2 separate regions of the Mus musculus genome follow, and region 1 is linked to region 2. The links are chromatin contacts, called in public Micro-C maps. All regions are on one chromosome and are shown on one strand. Each heading gives the region's core, a stretch centred on a gene start, on an enhancer-like site or on the middle of the called end of the contact. The rest is flanking DNA. Distances are from core to core; before and after follow the strand shown.

Evidence for each region. Hi-C and Micro-C count contacts between places; a contact is called where the count stands out from the background.
Region 1: a contact with region 2 is called in a Micro-C map of embryonic stem cells, with 20 times the contacts expected there. The contact joins the promoter of Egr3 here to the promoter of Otx2 in region 2. A contact is called at or near these places in 1 of 39 promoter capture datasets (maxillary cranial neural crest) and 2 of 484 Hi-C or Micro-C datasets (both in embryonic stem cells).

The regions. Positions count from the first base shown.
Region 1 is chr14:70,075,635-70,078,873 of GRCm38.p6, reverse strand. It overlaps Egr3 (early growth response 3), which reads right to left and starts at 1,557. Exons shown (of 2, transcript NM_018781.4): 1 at 1,276-1,557. The coding sequence starts at 1,429.
Region 2 is chr14:48,666,224-48,669,599 of GRCm38.p6, reverse strand. Otx2 (orthodenticle homeobox 2) reads left to right here and starts at 1,956. Exons shown (of 5, transcript NM_001286482.1): 1 at 1,956-2,172; 2 at 2,327-2,400. It overlaps Otx2os1 (orthodenticle homeobox 2 opposite strand 1), which reads right to left and starts at 312. Exons shown (of 5, transcript NR_029384.1): 1 at 204-312.

The DNA of each region.
Region 1 (3,239 bases), core at 308-2,807, about 21 Mb before region 2:
GGGAGGGGTGAGTGAAGCCGAGCCGGCTCCCGGCCGCGGCGCCCAGGTCCTTGCCCAGGAGTAGAGGGTGCGGCCGGCTGGAGTGCGCAGCGCGTGGGGTAAGAGGAACGCCGAGCCCGGCGCAAAGCGGGCGGTGCCGCGCTCCCCGGCGCAACCTGGATACAGCAAAATACTACGGATCGGGGTGTGGAGTGGCTCCGGCACACACACCGCACACGCCGCGCACACACTCACGTACCACACACAGACACGCACGCGCGCAAGAGAGCATTGTTGTTCTTCCCGAGGTGGGGCGGACAGGTAGCTGCAGCTACAGGTAGTTTCAGACCCGGAGCGCGCCCGGCTCTCGCTCTCCAGCACACACAACTCGGCCTCTTCCCCCGGCCCTGTCTACTCCAAGACGCCGCGCCTTCATGCCCCAAGCGAGGTCCCCCTACGCGCGCTGAGCCCGGGTGGCCGACCCAAAGAGCTTCGACGCTTTTGTCCTCGGAGCGCAGAAGGGTGCCGCCCGTAAAGGGAGCCTCTCCCGGCCCCAGTCTCCTCCCGGCCTGAAGGAGCTTTCTGCTCGGGCTGGAGGGGAAAAGCCTAAACCCAGCTAAGGAGAGTGGAGAGCGGCGGAAAACCAGCCCATGTCTCCACGGCGGGAGCGGCCGCCGTTCCCAAGCTCCCGGGTCCCAGGATCGCCCCCGGTGGCAAACCCTTTCCCCCGCCCCGTGGGTGAGCCCCCTCCCTCTCCCCACCGTCCCCACACCCCCAATGGCTTTGCTGAACGCCCCGGAAAGGCAGCGTCGCAGTACCTCTCCCACCGTGGGGACTCCACGCCGCACATGGCTCCATCCCGGGTGGGAGGCTGAGGGAGTAAGGAGGGGGGAGAGCGCGGGTGAAAAAGACGCTGGGCTCCTCCCGAGAAAGGGGGCTACAGCACCACGCCTTGCACGCAGCCCAGCGATCGGGCCCCCTGCGTGGGGAGGGAGAACCCCAGAGCTGCTCGCACCTACCTCCCTCCAGTCGGCGGCTGCCCCCACCCGGGAGAACCGAAGCCTCAACCGTGGCGTCTCCAACCAAGCCTTCCCGATCTCGGAGGGCGGGAGGAGTGGGTGGGAAAAGCAACTCGCCCCCCAGAAAATTCCCAGCGCGCCCCCCATCTTTCCATCCGTCTCTCCATCCATCCATTTCTGCATCCATCGATATGTGCATCCATCGCTAGCTCGCTCCCTCCTCCTCGTCCTCCCCCTTTCCTTCCTCGCTGCCTCGCCGCCTCACCGCCACCCTTACCTGTAGCCATCTGATTGTAATGGGCTACCGAGTCGCTGCTGCCGGAGAAGAGGTTGAGCGCGCTGGGGATCTCCTCGGGGTACAGATTGTCAGGCAATTGATTTAGCAAACTGCTCATGGTCACCGGCAGCTTCTCGGCGAGTTTGCCGGTCATAGCACTCCCGAGCTACCGCCGCCACCGCCGCCGCCGCCACCGCCGCCGCCGCCTGTTCCTAACGCAGCTTCCAGGCGAGCGGCATCCGAGAGGCGATCCGTGGTGCAGGGGAAAAGCATGCGAGAGGGAAAGTTCGGAGGGAGGGGGGAGTGAAAAGGGGAAGGGGTGGGTCAGGGGAGGGGATCTATTCTTTTTTGGAGGGGTGGATGGGAGAGGGGCAAAGAGGGTAATCCTCTCGGGTGCCTCGGCTGGTGCGGTGCGACGCTGGGTCGTGGGGGTGGGGTGGGGCGTGTGCGAGGAGTGGGATGGGGGCTGGGCTGGGGGGGTGATCTAGGCTCCAGGGGGTCAGACGCGGCTTCAGTATTGATCTCACAGACACGAGCCCGCCGACCCCCCCCGCCCCCCGATCTGCCACAGCCGCCGCCGCCGCTGCCGCCGCCACCTCCTCTGCTGCTGCTGCCGCCGCCGCTGCTATCACCACCAACCAGCCCCGCCGCTTCCTAGCTAGCTCACTGCTGCCCAAAAGCTCCCAGCCAGGGAACTCCACCAGTCTATTTATCTGAGCCCCGGGAAAGCTCCGTGACGTAGCTGCCCATATATGGACAGACAAAGCCCAGCCGAAGGGGCGCGACGTCACAATGGAAGCTCCTCACAATGGAACATTAGAAAGCAGGAAGCGGGCCGCAGCCAACGTGCAGCGCCCGCACCGCTCTCCGTTCTTTAAAAAAAAAAAAAAAAAAAAAAAAAAAGTCAATTAGATTAGAAAGAAGGAAAGCGAGAAGAGAAAAAAGAAAGAGGGACGAAGCCGAATGCAAAGCGCGCGATGCGCAGTGCACAGTTGAAAAACCCTGTAACTAAACATGTAGGTTTTTATTTGAGGACAGCATTAGAGACAGAATTTAGTCGTTGGAGGAGTGGAGTTGTTTGCAATTGGTCTCCAGCACTCCCAGCATTTAGAAAGAGTTCAGTACACCAGGACACAGGTTCCTTAGCAGTCTAGGAATGGGAGAGGTGACCGCTTCAAGCCAGGCTCCCCCACACAACTTCTGTCTTTCCTTCTTATCCTTGACTGGATTCAGATGGAGAGATGAAGTATTTTCCTTTGGGGAAGGGGTTCTAATGTCCTAAGGCTTCTTATTCTTGGACACTTAGAACTTTCGTGCGGACATCATTCTGATTCACCGCCCGCAGCCCCGGCCCCTCCCTTGGGGTTCCTGACCCCGCGCTGACTCTCAGTTGAGCGCAGTGGCCCGGGAATGTGTAGCGGATTAGCTAGTTGCGCAGTGGGCAAGAACTTTTAGGGGCGAGGGTATGAGGGTTTTGTTGTTGTTGTTGTTGTTGTGGAGATTAGGAAAGAGTGAAGTTTAGGGGATAGAAAACACGTGCACCAAATAATTCCCAGATAAATTCCCTAACGGTTCTAAAGCAAACCCCTTTGGCCACAGGATGGCAGGAGGGCCCAGCAGGCCGGGGCACAGTCGCTATCTACTGCAGCCGGCGAAGGGCTTGCGGCTGAGTTACTGCGGGAAGATGTGAAACCCACAGATTCTAAGCCACCAAGGCGGTCTCCTCCAGTCTCTACTCTCTGTCTCCCGCAGGGTTGTCCTCATTGCTGCCTGAGGGTGCCTTGCAGTCAAGGGCGGCCCCCTGTGCCGACCCAGGGTGCTGTCACCTCGACAGCGGATCCCGGGGGTGGGTGATGTGTTCCCCGAGGCCTGCTCCTGAAGCGCGCAGCCTGGCTGAGAGCGAGGGGGAGGAGAGGGAGGGAGCACGGAGGCGCGACCCCGAATCACACCGGGTTGGCGGGGGA
Region 2 (3,376 bases), core at 707-3,206:
CCGCACCCCACCTCTACTGCCCCCAAGGCCTTGCTCCCCTACATCCACAATGGCCTTTTTCTCTTTTCTTTTCTTTTCTTTTCTTTTCTTTTCTTTTCTTTTCTTTTCTTTTCTTTTCTTTTCTTTTCTTTCTCGCCCTTTGATGCTTTCAACATCATTATGATCAAACCGGGGAGAACTCTTTTCTCGGGGTGGGAAACAACCTCTTTTTCAAGAGATTCGCGTGGATTTGCCTTTCCATCATACAAAGCACGATGGCTCGGACCAAGAGCCAGGACCTGCTTCCCACAGCCCGGGCCACGCGGGACAACTGCCTGGGACATTTGTTTACCTCTCCTAAATGAAAGGCCTTAGGGACAGTCGCCAGGTGTTTCTGCACAGTGGGGGCGGGGTAACAAGGAAAGATCCGTACTCACCCTCCCCCCTAGCCTAGGCCCCACAAAGTCGTGGCTCTGGGGAACGCGACAGCCAGGAGTTTCCTTAGGACTGGAACAGCTACGAAGGAGCCAGGAAGAACTGGGCAAGCCCGGAGGAGCTCGAGGGTTCGCGGAGCCTCCAGGACCCCAAGGCTCTTAGGACACACCTGCAAGTCTGCAGCGGCAGCGGAGTGCCCAGCCTTAGGCCGGAGCCGAGCCCAGCCGGGCTGCCGAGAACTTGCAGCCTCGTGCGCACTCCCGTAATTCGCTAATTGCTGTAAATCCCAAGGACGGCCACATTTGATTACACATACAGTATAAGAACCGACAACAAAGCGACGAATTAATTACCAACTTCATTAACATAGGTCCCCAAATTAAAGGCAACGAGCTGTTTCTTTGGGCCCACTAGCAGTGGTGGCGGTGACTGAGGTAGTGAGGGAGGGGTGGGTTTTTTCGTTTTGTTTTGTTTTTCCTTCTGCATTGGGAGTTGTGAGGGGAAAGCTATCCTCCCCCCCCCTCCCCCTCCCAGCCTCCATTCACACACTCAGCAGTAGCGTTTGCCCCTCACCTCCCCCCGCCCCGTCCCCTAATATTCTGTCCAGCGTGTTTCTGCTTTTCTAGAAAACTCTGATTCTTGTTTAAAAAAAAAAAAAAAAAAAAACCAGTCTGGACCAGAAGAAGTTGAGTTGGTTGACCCTGCAGCATCCCAGCTCCCGAGTTTCGGCCTCTGAGTAGGGCGCCTCCATCCCTAGTAACTCCCAGGCCTGAAGTACCAGGCGTTTGTTCTTAAGCACAAACTGTTTCTACTGGGGGCTTTTTGTCACCTCATACTCAGCTGGAGAGATTTGAGGTATCCCCTCCCTTGGCCGGAAATCTGCCTTGGCGGTAGATTTGGGAGCTCACGTTTTCTTTTGTATCTTGCTCTATGCTTATCAAATTGAAAAAACATGCCTGGAAAGCCAGAACTCCAGAGACCAAGGGTTATTCTAAGGGGTAAAAGAACAGCCAGTGAGGACGCTGGAGTTTTCAGACAGTCCATAGCTGCGTGACTCTCTGCCTACACTGCATGTTCACAGCTCAGTTCCACTCTTGTTCATCTTCACCCATTTTTCCCTCAGCGCCGTCTGGTCCTCTTCAAGAGAACATAGCCCTGTTTTTAAGCCTGTGCCTGGGTTTGAGTTCTGCCTCTGACCCACACATTCTTTGCTAGCGTTGGAAATCGAAAACGGGGTACTACCCCCTCCCTCCTTCCCCTAGCTTTGACTTAAATATTTTCCTGCTTTATGTTGTTTGGTATCCTTTCTCTAAAATAAAAACAAAAAAGAAAAGGAGGATAAGAAGGAGTATAAAGGAAGAAGAAAAGACCGAAGAGGGAGGCCTTCCTGTCCATCATTTTAATTATACAATTAGTTCACATGCTTGGGCCCATAATGTATATTTTAAGCGTAGCCCAGTGTTTTAAAGAACGTTCTGGTAGTGTCGGAGGCCTGGATTTGTTGCCTGCTCTTCCCCCCGTGCAGCAGCGGCCTGTTTTCCTCCCCCTGTTGTGTGTTTTTATTATTTTCCCTCTGGCTTAGATGTGTCAATCATTCTCTCCCTGCCATTGGTTGGAGAGTTTGCGTCAAAAAGTTGCCAGAGAGGCGCTTTCTCAGCAAATCTCCCTGAGAGCGGAACCTTCCTCAGCTCCAACTCAGCCTCCACTGTTACTAAAAAATAAAAATCGCTAGAGGAGCTCAGTCGCCACCTCTACTTTGTATGTATCGTAGACGGACACAAGCCTGTTTACAACTCTGGCCACTTCATTTTATGTTTTCTTTTAATTGTTTTTTTTTTCTGGTTATGTTTGACTTTTTATGGAAAGGTGAAGACTACAAGGTTTTTAACTGAATGCTCTTGATTTCTTTTAGGATAGCTGGCTATTTGGAATTTTGAAGGATAATTTGATTTTTTTTTCTTTTCTAACGTCCAATGCGGCTGTAAGGTAAGTGTCCGTCTGTCTTGTCTATAGCGATATCTTTGTGTTCCCCCAGTCCGCAGTGACCTCCGCTCCTCCAATGTGCAACTCTGCGGACGTGGAACTTCCTTGGGTGGGGGCGGGCGATGTATTTTATTTTTCTAATGAGAATTTTGAGACGAAATAATGACCATTAGGAAAAAATTTGACGATCTGTAGAAGAGGGAGGGAGTGGGAGGGAGCGAGAGCGCGTGCTCCTGGGGGTCGCTGCTACCGAAGAACGTCGCAGAAATCCTAGGAGTCTAATCTGGGAGTTGGGGAGGGGTTTTGTTCTTATGCCCACGCTATTCATGGCTTCTCCTCGCGAGCTTTGCATTTTGGCCCCTAGATTGAGCTGGAGTCCTTAGGTTTGGTTCCAAGGGCGTATTTTAGAATCCATGACAAAATAATGCTTGTGTAATGTACCTAGGTTGGTAAATTAAAACAAAGATAATAAGGTGGACGCTTCCGAAAGACGGAGCTCCCGAAGGCCGGCTCTCCATTATCGGCGGGGGCCTCGGGCTGCCTCTAGACTCCTCGGTTTGCAACGGGAGCCGAAATCGGAGCGGATAACCGAGGAGGCGACAGCGCTGGCGTCTTGTTACTCCCGCGCCGCCTCAGCTCCTGTTTCTCGTCCTCACTCCCCAAGCTTAATGCCCCTCTGCTCTCCGCCTCTTCTCAAAGCCGCTAGGGCTCTTGAATCTTTTACAACTCTCCTCCTCTCCATCCCTAGGGGTGCGGCTCCCCCAAGCCCCAGAACTGTACACTGAAAGTCGGGGCTTCTGGGCCAGATCGCCAGGCCGAGGCCGCTAGTTGGACAGGTTTTAAAGGCGACTGTGGCTAGTGTGGTTCAGGGCACGCGCGCCTCAGCCTCTGCGCGCAACTGGGACAGCCAGACCTGAGGGTGGGCGCCTGGATGCTCCTGGTCAGAGACCCCGGAGTCCCTCCCTAGGAAGGACTTCGA